Regions from separate parts of the Mus musculus genome. Here region 1 is linked to region 2. A link is a contact called in public HiChIP or PLAC-seq data. All regions are on one chromosome and are shown on one strand. The core of a region is the stretch at or near the end of the contact, and the rest is flanking DNA. Distances in the headings are between cores, read along the strand shown. Region 1 overlaps Gm30515 (a long non-coding RNA gene). Region 2 has its middle 26 kb from the start of Gm30290.

The links. HiChIP or PLAC-seq counts read pairs in DNA pulled down with a chosen protein or histone mark.
Region 1: an H3K4me3 HiChIP or PLAC-seq map of embryonic basal ganglia shows a contact between it and region 2, with 2.2 times the contacts expected there. The contact joins two enhancer-like sites. A contact is called at or near these places in 1 of 484 Hi-C or Micro-C datasets (cerebral cortex) and 4 of 115 datasets of contacts at active chromatin or transcription factors (differentiating embryonic stem cells, embryonic basal ganglia, embryonic forebrain and 1 more).

Annotation. Positions count from the first base shown.
Region 1 is chr12:27,059,153-27,064,393 of GRCm38.p6, reverse strand. Gm30515 (a long non-coding RNA gene) reads left to right here. Exons shown (of 7, transcript XR_001780580.2): 3 at 775-5,241. Among named protein-coding and RNA genes, the nearest start is that of Gm30515, 22 kb to the left of the region's middle. RefSeq lists an enhancer at 1,295-4,320. Within about 2 kb of position 2,028, at least 109 of the 459 cell types and tissues checked have an H3K27ac peak or open chromatin away from gene starts, as enhancers often do. A contact at or near this core is called in cerebral cortex, embryonic basal ganglia and embryonic forebrain, where this site is marked.
Region 2 is chr12:26,900,535-26,905,547 of GRCm38.p6, reverse strand. No RefSeq gene overlaps it. Among named protein-coding and RNA genes, the nearest start is that of Gm30290, 26 kb to the right of the region's middle. Within about 2 kb of position 2,332, at least 48 of the 459 cell types and tissues checked have an H3K27ac peak or open chromatin away from gene starts, as enhancers often do. A contact at or near this core is called in cerebral cortex, embryonic basal ganglia and embryonic forebrain, where this site is marked.

The DNA.
Region 1 (5,241 bases), core at 779-3,278, 160 kb before region 2:
GAATAAGTTGAAGTTGCTGCTGTTTTGATTATATAGCTTTTGTACGCCTCCCAAGAGAATAGCCATCTACTCAGTGCAATTCCTTAAACTGTATTTTCTATTCCTTCCATGTCTTGAATAGAGGAAACATCTTCTGAACAGAATTCTCTCTAAATGAGAAATTAGAAAGGGGAACAAAGTCTAAGCCATACTTTGAGGTCAAGTGTCCTCCTTTGCTGTGTTTTCCTGGCTCATTGAATCTTGTCACACCCCAGATCCCCTTTCTGGCTGTGACTATAGTTTCTCAGGCTTGGGACCTCTTTTTCAAGGTTAAGAGAATGTTACTAACATGGTTGAGAAAAAAGTGTTATCAAAGATGATGAGAAAAAGGCCTGAGATCTGTGGTTTTAAGTAAACAAAATATTTTTAAAGGAAGGATTCTTTTTCCCTATGAGATAATGTTCTTAATCTCAGGCACTTTCCTGTAGTTAGAATCATCTACAGGGCATAAAAAAAAGTCAGCCTGCAAAATTAGAGAATTATTTCAATAATGGCTGCTTTTAGATTTGCTGGATGGAAACACAAGAACAGTCAGATATAAACCTTCAAGCGGTAAAGCCAACTACGTACTGTATTTGGTGCTTTCGGAAGACTGGCAGTTCTATTGAATGAGATCAGTTGCACAGTTCCTAATGCCTCACCAAATGCACATGGACGTATAGCAAGAAAGAGCCATATTTGCATGTCAGGATTTGTATTTGAATATTTGATTGTGCTTCCTTTCTTCCCCCACAGGCAGAAACCTAGGCCCAGGAATGTGTGATTTACCAAGGTCACTCAGCCCACAGGACCAGGGCTGGCCTCCTCTCCCCCAAGATCCATGCTTGGCTGAAATGCAGTTTTCCCTACGCCAGATAGGATGGTGCTGGAGGACAATCCTATGGCACATATGATAATAATTCACATTATTTCAAAGCATCATTTAAAAAAAAAACCCAGAAATATGACACACACACAAAATCAATCCCTGCTTTTCTTAAACCCAGATTTGGAGTAAATAAGGACACCCATAGTTCTTCAAAAATCACTCCATAGGGAAGAATAACCAAACACTGAAGGTAATTAGCATAGCTCCATTTCATATATACAAAAATCAAATAAAACTCAGCAATGAAAATATTCAGAAACAGAAGAAAAAGTCAATTTTTTTAAGATGCAACCCTATCTTGGAATCTTTTTATTGGCCAAAAGCCTTTGCAAGTGCTGCCTGTGGGTGCATGTTCCCGAGCCGGGGACTGTTCTGTGAGCTTCTAGACCACGCTGCAAGAATCCATGCAGTCCAGTGGCAGTGAAGCAGTTAAGTTCCCTCATCTCCTAGGCAACCAGCAATGGCAGTCCACATAAGAATCCTGGAGACATTGCCAATCTGCTGTTTAATAAAGTAAACTTTGATTGCTAGAGATATTTCTTCTTTTTATAAGTCATTTTTTCGTTACTATATTCAAATGTAATGCCAACCAGCATGCTCTATGTGCAGGGGTAGCCTCTACCCTGTAAAGAATGGCCCATTAGAAATGTTATTTTAAAAGATGCAGGGCACTGTGCATATTCACAACTGATTGGATTGCATAAGAAAATAACATCAAAGAAAGCTCCTAAGGTGTATTTGCTTAGTGAGAACAATTCAGAACATAACAGAGCTCAGTTTCCCAGTTTCTTCTTCAGCAACCTGAAAATATTAATTTCTGCAAGCTGCATGTCGTTTAATTTTAAGATGCTGAATATCCTGTGATGTATCCGTCTGCTTTTTAAAATTAAAATCTAGAGTCTCCATTTTGAAACAAAATTGTGTGTATGTCCCACTCAGACAAGCACAGAAAAGATTTATTCAAAGTTGCCCAAGCCTTCTCTCCCCTGTTTCAGAAGCTATGCTGCAGCTTGGGATATTGACAAGCCCTAATAGGAAACCTAGCAGGGGAGCTTAATGAGCCCTGCACTGAGTGTGAGGGAGGGCAGGAGGAAAGCCACGGCAAAGCTAAACCAAGCTCTGTGTCCACAGTGCCTAGCAGCCGGCATGGCAGCTGCCTGGCGTTCTCCTTCTGTCTCCTCTGCCCCTGTACACAGCTCTTTCCTCTGACCCAACTAGCTTGATAAAAAATTGTGCTGGGTTCTTCACAAACATAAAAGCAGCCGAACAAAACAGATAGTCTCTCCATTGATGAAGAGGAGGGGAGATTGGAAGGCTGGATAGGAGAGCCAGTGCTGCAGAGCCGCGCGTAACACCGAGTGGGGAGCAGTGGGGGAGGGGCAAAAGGAGAACCGCTTCGGTAAAAAAATGGCCCCTGCTCCTTGTCTGTGTACCTCCTTGATGTTGTCCTCCAGGAGAGTTTTGTTAAGTCAAATCTTCAATTCTAAGAACACCATCTATCTAATTTACACCCACAGCACACTGGGTATTTCTCATCTTTTTTTTTTTTTTTACAACATTTCTTAGATATCCCTTTGTTATCATTTTCCACTCCAGTGAAAAAATCAAAGGCTTGCCTCTCCCCCAGCCCCTAAGAGTCTTCCAGCATTTTGCCACCCTTAACTCTGCTTGCGATTAGAAAAGTCAACAGCACGATTCCTAGCTCTAATGAGTAGACAGCTCCAAGGAATTTGTAGCCTGCATTTTCTCTGCACACCAAGTATAGGGTCCAGTAGTAAATTCTGTGATGTTGCCTACATCCATGGTGGATAACCCCGTGCATCGCTTAATACGATTTATGCTTGTTGGCTCTCTCTATATGCCCTGCCATGGTGAATAAAGGAGAGGCCGAGTTCCCGTGGCAACCAGAGCCACTGCACTCCCAACTGCGGGCAAATTCTTCCTAAGCAGAAAGTAGGCAGGAGAAAGACTATGCTGGCTCCTGCATAAACATGCCAGGCTCTGATCTGGAAGAAGGAGGCACCCAGTCTCAGATTGAATTTAGATGCTCTGATTGCTTGGCCAGACCCTTCCATGTGCTCTTCCCATGGAAACATCTGCAGCTGGACGGGAGCCCAATCATAATTCTTTGCAGATCTCCCCAGCCCCGTTGCTAGTCGAATGTCACCCGGGCTTCATCAAGGACGAGACTCCATCAAGGACCCAGAGAAGAATTCTTTATGCATCTGCTCAAAATGAGGAGGTTATTTTGTTGTCTTCAAGATGGCTCTTGAGCTGCAGGCAGAGCCAAGGGCTGTGGCCTGAATGAGGAGAGTTGCTAGGAGATAAGCCCGGCTGCAGACAGCAGGCTGGAGTTATCTCTAATTGACAGCTCCTTACCCTAAGGGTCTAATTCTAACCTTGAGACCAGGACTATAATGAGAGGGCAGTTTTCCGTCACCCCTATTCCTGGCGCAGGCAGGGAGATTACTGGAGGACTGTTTTCTAGGGGTTTGTTATGTTTCTTTTATCGGGGAGGGGACCAGACTCGCGGGGGCCCTGTCTCAGCCCCAGTTTGCATCCCTGAGCCCTTGTCTGATTCATAACACCTGAATAAACTCTCTCCTGCAGTGAAGATGGGCTCGCTTTGAAATATCCAGGGTGTGCAAGGAAGAGAAGCCCTCTTGGACTTAAAATGATTTGAAACTGAAGCAGAACAGGTGGATTTCTTTAAAAAAGTGGGGATCGGGTCCGGGGAAGGCAAAGAAAAGAAAGCAAACACGGGACTCTATTTTCCATATTGCCCCTCCCTCCGGGCCCCTCTTGGCTTCCAGAGAAGTCTGCTCTGTGATTTCTGAGAGAGATTCTGTTTAGATGTCATGCCGGACAGTAAAACTACACACACAGACAGGGAAAGGATCTGCAGGTTGGGAAGAGCCCGGGTGTTCTGAATTTTTTTCTGCAAGTAGGTTGACTAGCTTTTGTGTTTTAGTTTTTTGTTTGTTTTTTTTTTTTCTGAATAATACCACACAGAAAATCCAATTTACGCACAGCCTGAATCCAGTAGGCCTAAGAGACCAAGGTTTCCTTGCGCCTGTGAAACTGTCAAAAAAGAGAAAGCATTTTCCTGGTGTGCTGGGGTATGGGGTCTGCCAGACGAGCTTGCTCCAGCATTCCCTTCCAATGCAGAGGCTGGGGACGTGTATTCCTCATAAGGGCTCATTGTAGCAAATGCCACCTAGCATTTCCTCCCCTGAGAAACGTGACATGTGGAGATTTTGAGTACTAAAGAAAGCACATTTTAAATGAGGAGTATATAATTTAATTAGTGCATTTAATAAAGGAAGAAGAGATGTTTCATTGAGGGGGTGTTTGAAGGTCACGTCTGGAACTTAACTGAGAAACACCTGCAGTACCAGCTCTCCCTCTAGAGGCGCTGCTCACCCTGAGCCCCGTTCCAGGGCACAAAGGCCAGGGCCCTCCATTTCATTTAAGTTTTAAACATGATTTGGAAATGGAAGGATGTAGCCTGTCCTCCATCAAAATTAAATATCAATAGTCAAATAGACTTTCTTTTTAGTATCCTTTTAGTTAATTTTTTTTAAATATAATTTTAAACTTGCTGAAGAGTTCTAGAAAAATACAAACCTCACCAGAGTACCCTCAGATCCAGGGGCATTTTCCACCAGTCTCTTTGAGTGTTTGTGGTCCTCCCTGTCGCCTTAAACACTTTGATAGTATCCTGAAGACAATATGAATCTTTATCTTTCCCCAAGTACAGAAGCATGCTTTCCTATCACTGGACTTTCCAATTCAGAAAGTTAATTATCAGTGCTAGTGACTGTCGCATGACAATCCATGATCAAAGCTTGTCAATTATTCCAGCCATATTTCCTCTCCCAATCACATGTTGTATCTATCTTTCCAGGAACGATTTCCACCCAAGAATGATCTAGAAAATTCACCATATACTACTCAAAGATGCTATGAAGCTTGGGTTATTTTTAGTATTAAATATTCAGAGACAGGAAATGCCCAGAAAGAGTCAGGGCAGTGCATCTGTGATGTGTTGCATAAAACTTAGTATTTTTCTAAAGAAAAATGAATGCTTGTTTTCATTTATCACTTAAAGGGAAAACAATAATGTCAATTTAAAATAAATATTTTGGAAAACAGGATTGGATAAACAATAAATCAGCAATGCCCTTTGTGGTCAAATGTTTGTAGAGGGTGTATCTCCATAAAGTGGGTAGGCGTGGGCTTTCTTGTTTCATTGTTCTGGGATCATCCCTAACAGTGCAGGGTGGGCAGAGAGAGGAGAGACACTGTTAAAGAGGCAGCAATAGAACCCAAGA
Region 2 (5,013 bases), core at 1,083-3,582:
TTTAGGAAAAGTTTATTTTTTTATTTGTTGGGGGCACTAAGGTATGAACATGCAGTGGTCTGTGGAGTCTAAGTGCTAAGTCAAAGCCATCTCTATTCATGAACATATTCTCTCCTACATGTACATTTCCATGTGGTCACACATGATATCAGTGGACTGGTACTCAGACCTGGAAACTCTCACCATTATTAAAACCCACACTTCTGCCTGTGCAGAAAGAGCCAGAACCCATCTGTAACAGTACAGAGCCAGTGTCTGGTCCTTCAAAGTGTCAAGGTCTCTCTTGAAAAGTTCACAAGGCCAAAGGACAGACAATGCATGCCAAAAGGCAGAACCAAGAACATAACCTGGCATCCTCACATGCAATGATCACCTGCTAGGCAAACTCTGACTCTTTTGGCTACTTAGTTTCCTGTTGTGACACAACCTAGTACCCAAAAGACTTCAATTCTCAACAAGACCCAAACCACGGCAGCAACTTAACATCACTAAACCTTTGCAGAAAATCGACACAGTGACTTAGCCATTTCTAATGCTGCTCCAGCCTCCTTTCTACAAAATGCTCCCTCGGAGTTGCCAGTAATTTCAAAAGTGTTTTGAGAAGTGCTCCTCTGACCACTATCACCAGCTGCTATCCCTCCTCAAAGGACATCACTAAGCCAGAACATGAACTATGACACTGGCTTGTTCAGATGTCTCCGGCAAGTGGAGGTGCTTTGTCATTTTATACTGCCTAGAAGTCTTCTCTTATTTCCTGGAAGTGTGATGTCCTGTCTAATTTTCACCCAGCACTCTGGGGCCCTGTGTGTGCCACAGACTGGCTTGGAAGAGACCAGCGATTGCTTTGTGTACCCCTTTCTCTCTGGAAGCCTCATATGTAGACTCTGAGGACTTCAACTTCCTTTGCTAAAGGGAAAGGCAACTATTTCCTTACATTGCTCTAGAGCAGGCTCCCTACACTGTGGGTAATGACGTTTGAAAGATCAATCATTCACTATGACATCTTTAGGCCACAAAGAGTCTGACAAGGTTACGCTGTACAGATGATGATGGTGGTGGCGATGATGGTGATGATACCACACATTATCCTGCACTCCACACACATGTGTTTGACTGAACACGACACCTCCACCCTGTCTTGCCATCCTGGATGTGCTTCACCTTTGGGGTCCTAGCCCTTTTCCTGGCCTATGCATACAAATTTCCTCCTTTTGGGGAGCACTTAATTCCCCATCAGACTGACAACTTGTTTGTACAGGTCCTGCAACTTGACCCTTTTTGTTCCAAGGTCATGACCTTAAAGCAGCATCCTGTTTCCCTGGCCCACATGGACAATGGTTAGAATGAACATGTATAGAATGCCTTGCCACTAAGCAGGATTCACCAGCCTCTATCTCTCTTGGTGAGGAAGCTTTCCATCACCTGGTCCTCTGATGTAGTATCTGTAGTCTCATAGCTTTTTTCCTGGCCCCCATTGTTGGTGAAGAGAGGGAGAAGCCTGAACGGAAGAAGGACCCCAACCCTAAGAGAGAATCCATAGAGTCTGAGTTCTTTGAGGCTCCCTGGCTTCCAGCTTTCCTGGATTCATTTGTAAATATTCTTTCTGGCCCCTCAGGAAAGAAATAACAAGTAGGGTTCTGCAAACCGAAAAGCCAATCACTCGCTGTCTACTATAGGTGCAGGTGGCTGCCCCGCCCAGCACTAAATCAGGGGAGGTTATTAATATGCTAAAAGCACCGCAGCCAATTGGCTCCCATGGCGACAGCTCTGCAGCCTTCATGAATAACCCATGCAGCACCTGGAGGCATGAAATCTTAAGCAACCACAGTGCAGGCAGCCTTGCTGGACCCGGCTGCTGCAGCAGCTGCGGTAGCAAAGGCGAGCAAGGGCGTGGCTCCTGGTGTGCACTGTCTTGTGAGTAGCCCCAAGGTCTCAGGAGGGTGCCCGCCTGGGCCACGTGCCAGGAGAAATAAAGACACAGGGTCCAGTTCCCCGTTGAAGACAAAAGCAAACCGCGGAGTTTGTGCCCCGTGTTCTCTTCACGGGTGCTGTTTGTCAATGTTGCCATTATCCTACAGACAAGGGTGGTACAGAGCTTTGGATGGCCTGAGTTGTGTTGGAAACCTGCAACTTACGTACATCCCCCTTACCCATGACCTGCGCATGTACGTTTTCTGTCTGTCAGTCTCTCCTCCCTGTTCTTGCTCTGCAGGTCTGCTTTTTCCCTGGGACAGAAGTTGTGTATTCACGCCAGCATCAGCACTGTGCGAATGTGCACTTTACACTACGAGGCTGGAGCTTAGACAGGAATTCTCCATATCAGCTTATTCCCTCTCCACTGAGAGGTGTGTCTTCTCAACAGAATCGATTTCCAGCCTCAGCCTTCATCTTTCAAAGTGGCTCTGACTGCTTCTAAGTTGGGATGCATTCATCACTCTGATGAGCACTGGGTCTCTGTGCTGGTATCTTCACGTGTAATTTAAATGGCAGTGGTCTCTCTCTAATTTACACCATTGTGCCCAAAAGCCTCCATGGGTTCAGGAGTCCTTCATTTTCCTCTTTATTCCTGATGGGGATGTTGACTCTCATTCTTAGTTTCCCTATTTTAAGTTTTATAGACACAAATCACAGGACAAAAGAGAAGAAAATTTGTGTTTCTGAATGGATGGTTGTTATAAACCCAGAATCCTGCCCCACCACCCATGGTGAATAAAATAGAAATATTTTATTCAGAGGTATTCAACTGAGGGAAAATTACTTTCAGGGTGATAGTCTGATGAAATATAGTCTGTATGAATGCTAAATGTGACCAGCTAAAGTAAACGACTTCGTGAGGAAAGAGAGCAGAGGCACCCTGAGGCTGTGGGCAGGGCTTCTTAGCTCTGACTTTGGGTTCTACCCTCTGTGCTGGATCAGTTGTCTCCTATGCTCAGGTGAGTCCTTGCCAGGTTTAGGAAGACACGGGTGTTTTGAGAACTTTCAGACTCTCATCCCACCCTGCACGCCCAGAACTGAGATGAGCCATGTATCACACCTGCTGGACTCTTCTCTCAGGCCTGTGGCAAAACTGAGCATCCAGAGAACCCCAGGGAATGACCCCTCAGTCCTCTCATTTACTCTTCTCAGATGGTCAGGTATCATACATACCTTTCTAGAAAGCACACAATACATTTTTGAGAAGTTCTTGAAAACATGTTTCATACCCAAATAAGTTGAAAGCATGAATCCACACCAAACAAACAAATGAAGAGCCCCCCCCAATGAAAATAACAACAACAAAAGAACAAAAAACTTTTATGCCAAGTTTATTGTAGCTTTATTCATCATTGTTAAAAATTGAAAGCAACCAAGATATACTTCTGGAGGTGAATGGATAAACTATGATGTATTCCAACAGGCAGAATATTATTAAGACCTAAAAAGAAGTCTATCAAGCTATAAAAAGACATGGAAAAACTCCGAACACATTTTTCCAAGTGAAATAAGACAAATTGAAGAAAGCCATTTATGTGGCATGATTCCAAATTATGAGATAGTCTAGATGTGCAAAAGTGTTGAGAAAGTAAAAATGCCAGTGGTTACCATGGGGATGTGGGCAAAGAATGGACAAAGATGGAATCTGCATAGTGTGTTGGGGAAGAGTAACTATTCTGTGGGTTGCTATCATGATGGATACATGTGAGTACACTTGGAAGAATACATACAACACAAAGTATCACACATGGGCTCGAGAATGGAAGCTATGCACCTTTAATAATAATATATCAGTGTGGTAAGCAGTTAAAAGAAGAAAGCTAGAAATTTATTTTAGGGTTCCAATGGGGTTGCTATGTGTGGACTAGGATACAGGAGTTCTGTTTTTTCTGTTTAATTTTTTAATAAAGTAAAAATAGCTTTTGCAGGGAAGGGTCAGAATAAAAATGAATAACCATCATATTTAATCACACACACATGGAATGTCACAATGAAAACCATGGTAGCTAAAATGATTAATAAAAATGGAATTGACACATTAAAAATAAATGAGGTTTATTAATTTTAAATAAAAATACATATTCAAAAGTCTTGAGACAACCTCAGTGTCAGTCAGCATGTAGAAGAAATCAGACTCACATGGAAATTGTCACAGAGCCAGAAAGCCCTCTTTATTAAGAACTAGCACCCACCTTTGAAAAGATACTGGAAGACAACATTCAGTTCTGAGAGCAAGTTGAGATGATAAAATGACATCTTAAAAACCTTTGTCTCTACAGGATGCATCAGGACACACTGAAGTTCAAGGGTCTGTAGAGGGACGTTGTCAGAACTTGAGACACAGAGGCTCTGAAAGTAAAGTGACAATGCTGCACAAAGTTGGTAGGTGTGTCCCTGAAGCTGCAGGGTGGAAGTGGACTCTTGAGACAACGAAGTCATCACATGGCAAAGCTTGTCTAGAACCCTGAAAGTGTTTGAACGAGCCTGTATGGAGCCTGGTAACACAGACGACCCTGTGCTATAGATTTGGAAAGGAGAATGCGGCCAACAATGGAAACTTGGAAAGAGATACAATGACTATTCCAGGAAATGGAGACCTTCTACGAGGTAAGACACAGGCATATGGGAGAAACTGATGGGCGTGGCGGTGTGGGATATTAATTTCAAACTCCCGAAGAACAAAGATGCATATGCTAAAATCAATGAGAGGTGCACCTGCTGGTGCATTGAAGGTCAGATGGTTTCTGTACTAGGAAAGCTACACTATAGCTAGAAAGAGAGGGTGTATAGAACGGCCCATCTTCTCAGAAATACAGCAAAGTCAAAGCTTTCATAGAATATTACATTTAGAGGGACATTTCCAAAGCAGAGTAAACAATGTTGCACACAAAACATTATATAAGTCAAGAGTAGACACCAAAGTTGGTGCAGCCATATTTAACAGTTTCCCTTGTATCAGTTACTTATCACTGTGTTCAAACACCCACCCAAAGCATCTGGAGAAAGCCAGGAGGGAGATGTGTTTGCTGGTCACATTTC